Linked DNA regions of Lactuca sativa: region 2 is linked to region 1. Evidence: chromatin contacts called from public Hi-C data. All regions are on one chromosome and are shown on one strand. Each heading gives the region's core, a stretch centred on a gene start, on an enhancer-like site or on the middle of the called end of the contact. The rest is flanking DNA. Distances are from core to core; before and after follow the strand shown.

Region 1 (3,419 bases), core at 362-2,861:
TCTGGTAAACCATAGGGACCAATCGTGTAATTTTGTCTAACAATAATAATAATAATGATGAGGGACCATTTTTGCCAAAAGAGTAAATACTAATAATATGTAATAAAATATGAGGGTTATGAAGAATTCAAACCAAAGTGAAAGGGTTGTTTGTGAACAAAAGTTTAAAAGTGAATGGTCAATGCTGTAAGTTGGAGGGCCAAAATTGACAAAAAGGTGCCACTTTCCTGTTAAAATCTTTCATAAGTTTAATATGTGTATATATATATATATATATATATATATATATATATATATATATATATATATATATATATATATATATATATATATGTTCAGGTTCATTTGATACAATTCTAATTTTGTGAGACCGTGAGACCAAATCTAAAAATAATTTTAAAATGCAAAATAAATAGAAAAATCCAATTTTTTTTAAATATTATTTTCGGAACTTGAATTAACTAAAAAAATAAAAAAATAAAAAAATCCAGTTTTTTTTTTTTTTAATACGTGAAATATTCTAATAGAATATTACACTGTACATATTCTAAAAAATAATTTTAAAATGCAAAATAAATGGAAAAATCTAAAAATTCTTTTTTTAAATATTATTTTCGGAAAAATACGTGAAATATTCTAATAGAATATTATACTGTACATATTCTAAAAAATAATTTTAAAATGCAAAATAAATGGAAAAATCCAAAATTTCTCTTTTTAAATATTATTTTCGGAACTTGAATTAACTAAAAAAAATAAAAAAATGTGTTTCACGGTCTCACAAAATTAGGCAGTCTCACATGAACTTAACCATATATATATATATATATATATATATATATATATATATATATATATATATATATATATATATATATATATATATATATATATATATATATATATATATATATATATATATATATATATATAGGGAAAAGTGAATATACCTAACAACCTTATATAAGCTTAGGTACCTAACCACATCATATTACGTAATTTTGTATTGTATTTGCATTGTAATCACCCAATGTTCTTAAAATTCAACCTCATAACTTGATTGCTTCCAAAATCTTTGGACTTTCACCGTTATCTTCCTTCAAATGACGTCTTTCTATCGGAGACCCCCTGATGGACTTCATATACTACCGTTACAAATCAAATGGTGTAGGAGGAATATAATAGTGAATGTCTGAAAATCTTGGAAGTAAATCAAGTTAAGGGTTGAAGTTTAAGAACCTTAGACGATTGCAATGGAAATATAATGCAAAACAATGTAGTATAATGTGGTTAGGTATCTAAGCTTATATAAGGTTGTTAGATATATTCACTTTACCCATATATATATATATATATATATATATATATATATATATATATATATATATATATATATATATCAAATTTTTAAAAGAAAAATCATCCTTTAAAATTTATAGGAAAACAATCTAAGGAATTTTGTCATAAGAAAAAAAAAAAAAAAAAAAACACGAGCAAACCAGAAAACATGGACTGGGCTTTGTTAAAGGTTGGATTGAGATTAATGGACCAAATATGTCATTGGCGAATGGCGGGTAAACTGTAAATTGGTTAAGAAAGATACATGAAATCTAACAAGGACAATGGGTTTTAATGTAAATAATCAAATCACGCCTTTAAGTTCTTCACTCCGCCAAACCCTAGTTTTCTTCCGTCATCTAGGGAGGCCGAGCTCGGAGGCGCGTCATAAACCCTAGAGGAGGATCCTCCGTCAACTGCAAATATGGGTACGCTTTCCATCTACCGAATCGATTTCAATAATCCAACTAGTTCGATCGACGAATTGTCTTCATTGCCGTGATGCTCACTTTGAAAACTTTTATGCGAAATCACTTCTATTGCAGGTATCTCTCGTGATTCCATGCACAAGAGACGTGCCACTGGTGGCAAGAAGAAGGCATGGAGAAAGAAGCGAAAGTAATCTTCCATCTGAACCCACTTTTTTTCTTCCTCAATTTTCATCTCTACGTCTACTATTTAGCCATTTAGGGCTTTTAATTATTGAGCACTTGACCTTCTTTCATGATATCATATATATATATATATTCAAATTTACTTTGCTCGATTAGATCATTTCTTATCGCCTATTGGGTTATTAGTTAAAAGTTCCATTTTTCTTTGTCATTAAGGTATGAGCTCGGAAGGCAGCCTGCCAACACCAAGATTTCCAGCAACAAAACCGTTCGTAGGGTGAGGGTTCGAGGTGGCAATGTGAAGTGGCGTGCCTTAAGGTTAGACACAGGTAACTACTCATGGGGTAGTGAGGCTGTGACACGAAAGACCCGTATCTTAGATGTCGTCTACAATGCATCCAACAACGAATTGGTCAGAACCCAAACATTAGTGAAGAGTGCAATCGTTCAGGTTGATGCTGCACCTTTCAAACAATGGTATCTTCAACACTATGGAGTCGACATTGGTCGCAAGAAGAAAACCCCTGCATCTGGTAACAAGAAAGAGGGAGAGGTAACGTATCCTTTTCACAATCAATCTCAAATTTCTGTACACACTTTGAATATGCAACTTTGATTCATAGGAAGCTGAAGGTGCTACTGAGGAAACCAAAAAGAGCAACCATGTCGTGAGGAAAATTGAAAAGCGTCAAGAGGAACGCAAACTTGAACAACATGTTGAAGAACAGTTCTCAAGTGGTCGTCTTTTAGCAGCAATTTCATCACGCCCTGGCCAGTGTGGTCGTGCTGATGGGTATAACTTTTGGGTCGCACTTTGACTATTTTACCCTTTTTGTGAAGCCATCTTATTGTTTGGTTTTGTGATGTGTTAGGTACATATTGGAGGGAAAAGAACTTGAGTTCTACATGAAGAAGCTTCAGAAAAAGAAAGGAAAGAGTGGTGCTACTGCTTAAACAATGTCAGTTTATGATCAAGTTTTCTTTAGGTTATCATGTCTTCTTTTATATATCATTTAATAGATTTGGACTCAAATTTTGTTTGACTTAATGAATGACTTAATGGATCATGTAAGTTCTACTACTGTTAATTCATTGACATGGTTCCATCTGTATGCACCAATTTTGTGAATTAGCAACAAACTTCACTTTTGCTACCAATATAGTCAATGTATTTTTTTTTACCTATAATAACAGTGTAGCTACATTTTTTTTACATGTAGTAATGTGTTTACATTTCTTTGCTGATATTAGCAATGTGTAACCTAAAACTTGTAAAATGCTTGCTTACAAGTTTTAGGTTATATGTTGTATGTTGCTATTATGGGTAAAAAGAGGCAACCACATTGTTATTTAAGAGTAAAATAATGTAAAATGTTGTTATTATAGGTAAAAGTTATTTAACTTCAGCTTACGAATTTCACTCTCATAATGAACCTTGTGTACTTTGCTAAAAGTTAATAATGAACA
Region 2 (3,419 bases), core at 444-2,943, 230 kb before region 1:
AATACAATAGATGTGTCGTAACAAGTTGATTTAATATGAAAAATAAATCTTACATGTAAAAATGAATACGAATATTAAAACTAATATCCAAATCTTAACAACCATAAAGCATAATATTTTTAATATAATTAATATTTTCATAATTACCATATAAAATATGATTGTTTTCGTGATTTCCTCCTAATTGAAAATAGGGAGGGAGGAGAAACAGAAACCAAACCTTGCTCCGTTGCTTCTTGCCTTCTTGACCTAAAATTTGTTTCTTTTAATTAATTTTTTCTTGTCTTATTTAACAATTAGTCCTCACTGAAAGTAAATGTGGCATATATAATAGATTGTAGTATGTTTCTTTTATAAAGTTTCATTCGGATACTAGTATTTACTTTTATTAACCATATTCTTTTATTTAATTATATGTATAGTCAAAACATAACAGCTTCTTTTTAAAAAGCAATATTTTCTATGGAACCCTTTCAACTGAAAAGACTTTTATATATATATATATATATATATATATATATATATATATATATATATATATATATATATATATATATATATATATTGTCATTGTTGCTTCATTTATTTGTCTTTAATACAACTAGATTAATAATTTAAGACTACATAAACATAATATACTTTCTTTACAAGGGAAATTATAAGAAAAAATATATTTTCTTAAACGTTTCACTTTAGTTCCACCAAAAAAAAATTTGAACAGAAAAGTGATGACTACTTGATTTTAAATGATAATACTTCATTTATTATTAAAAAAATAATTTTTTTGTTAATTTGAACCAAAATGAAATAATCAAGATTTTTATACTCAATTTTTTTTATTAAAATGAAACTTTTCTAAAAATAGAGTAAATTACACGAATAGTCCCTATGGTTTAGTGTAATTTGTGTGTTTGATCAATAACTTATTCTTTTTTATCTCGGACGGTCCCTATTGTTTGTTTTTGTTACGCGTTTGGTCACTATCTTACCTAAAAAGACTATTTTGCCTTTGATTTTTTAATTTGTTTACATAAACACACCCCCAACCACACTCTCATCAATTTACCTTACCTACCCTATCAATTTTTTTCTATTTAAATAATAGTCTTTTTAGGTAAGACAATGATCAAACACGTAACAAAAACAAACAGTAGTGACTAAATACATAACAAAAGCAAATAATATGGACCTTTCGAGTTAAAAAAATAAATTAAGGACCAAACATGCAAATTACCTCAAACTGTAGGGAGCATTCATGTAATTTACTCCTAAAAATATTGGAACTTTTCCGACCACTATTCTTTACAACATAGAAGTGTACTTAAATATACAATTTACCGAAAATCATTATGCAATTTTTTTTTTGGTAAAAAAACCTCATAACAAAATCCAAAAGATAAATAAAATACTTTGATATTCTAAAAAAACTATAGTTAAACTTTACATCCATTTATTTTCAACAAATTCTTAACATGAAAAGAAAAAAACACAAGAAATAATGTTTTTAATTTGCTTTTATAATTTACAGAAAGCATCAGTCATGTGTAGTTTAAATTAAAGTTAGATTTGTTCAAGATAAGAAATAAACACTAAATTTTTTTAAAAATAAAAATAAAATATCTCCAACGTTTTAATCACTTCTATTATTGAAAGATAAAATATTAGAAAATCCGCACCAAGTTATAAAACTGGGGACACACGGATGCAGAAGCTTTCACAGATTACACAGTCTTCAAAAACCCAAGTTACTTTCCCTTCATCTCGCTTCTCGAACTTGATTGCGTGTAGATTTTCTGGGATCAAACCCCAACAATTCTACTCATATTTCTCGAATTTGGTGTTAAAAGAAGGCAAGAAATGACCTAACTTTCCTTTTATATTTCACGCCTTTAAACTTTCCCTTTCTACTTTCTTAATTTCTTGGATTCTAGCGACTTTTCTCCCCATGAATCTTTAATCTTTGAATCCTGTTGTTATTGTTAATGTCTTCGCTTTCCCTTTTTACTCCATTAGATTCTTGATTTGGAGCTCTTCTTTGAGGTAAAGCAGATAACTTTCTTGAAAATCGAGTCTTATGTTGTCGTGGGTTTGTTTATAAATTGGAAATGAAACTTGGGTTGACTCAGTTAGCTCTTGACTTATTTTAGGAACTAGGGTTTGACATCAAAGATTTATTACGGTTCTTACTGTTTCACCTTTTTCAGGTGTGGTTTCTTGATTTGTTGTTTTCGACTTTTCGTACGTGAGTTTATGATATTTGCTTGAGTTCTTGATTCCCATGAAATATAGTTTAATAACTACGATTCCTATTCCATGAATTTGTTTAAGATTTATCTAATTTCTGCTGTGTCTTGATTTATTTGAGCAGGTTTTAATGGAGTCTCCTCAATCTGTCGTTTCACCATTCAAGAGCTCCTGTGTGTTTTCTGAACCTGAAAAACAGAATCTGGATCTTTTCCCAAAACACTCGACTTACGTAACCAAAAAACCCGAACCCGAACCATTTATTGGTGTTCTGGATGTTCACATTCATCAAGCTAGAGACATTCAGAACATCTGCATATACCATAAACAAGACGTTTATGCAAAAATCTGCATCACTTGTAATCCCGAAAAATCAGTCACTACTCAGACCATCAATGGAGGTGGAAAAAATCCAGTCTTTAACGAAACCCTTCGGATTAACGTTCCGACAATTGAATCTTCTCTGAAGTGCGAGATATATATGCTAAGCAGGGTGAGAAATTATCTTGAAGATCAGTTGCTAGGTTTTGCATTGATCCCTTTATCCGAAGTCCTCATCAAAAATGGAAAATTGGAAAACGAGTTCACTTTATCTTCCACCGATCTCTTCCACTCGCCTTCCGGTTTCGTTCACTTGTCGTTATCATACACCGGAGCTTCACCGGACGTGATCGCCATCCCGCCGCCACTTCCCGCGAAGGGAGCCGCCGACGACTCAGAATTAACCGAGTTCGACAAAATCGAATTCCCAGATCCTAAAATCGCAAACGAAAACCACATGATGGTGTCTGAGTATTTCGGTCTTAGCTCAGAGAGTTTGGTCTCATCCGACACTGATGATCAATTTGATGCACCGATTAAAACCCAAAAACCTGATTCACCCCCTTCTAGCGTTTCAACCAACGGTTCCCACTGTGCTTCCACTCACGTTCTAAGCCCCGAATCATCTGATGACTCTTCTAGAGACTCGAAATGTGCAAAACAAGAATACGATTCACATCTAAAGGAAAAACCGGCGGCAGGTGGTGATGGTGGTGGTGGTGCCGACAGTGATTCAGCAAGCGGCGGGGATCCGATAAAGAAGCCGGTGATGGCGGTGAACTTTGAGCTGGAGCAGAAAGTGGTGCAACAGGATTTTGTGGATTTGTATATGAAGAGTATGCAACAGTTTACAG

What was found. Hi-C and Micro-C count contacts between places; a contact is called where the count stands out from the background.
Region 2: a Hi-C map of leaf shows a contact between it and region 1, with 7 times the contacts expected there. The contact joins the promoter of LOC111910554 here to the promoter of LOC111910552 in region 1. A contact is called at or near these places in 3 of 4 Hi-C or Micro-C datasets (bud, leaf and seed).

The regions. Positions count from the first base shown.
Region 1 is chr5:19,137,487-19,140,905 of Lsat_Salinas_v11, reverse strand. LOC111910552 (40S ribosomal protein S8) reads left to right here and starts at 1,611. Exons shown (of 5, transcript XM_023906388.3): 1 at 1,611-1,766; 2 at 1,884-1,956; 3 at 2,169-2,505; 4 at 2,576-2,745; 5 at 2,825-3,064. The coding sequence starts at 1,763. The coding sequence ends at 2,906.
Region 2 is chr5:19,365,962-19,369,380 of Lsat_Salinas_v11, reverse strand. It overlaps LOC111910554, which reads left to right and starts at 1,693. Exons shown (of 3, transcript XM_023906396.3): 1 at 1,693-1,850; 2 at 2,205-2,238; 3 at 2,369-3,419. The coding sequence starts at 2,375.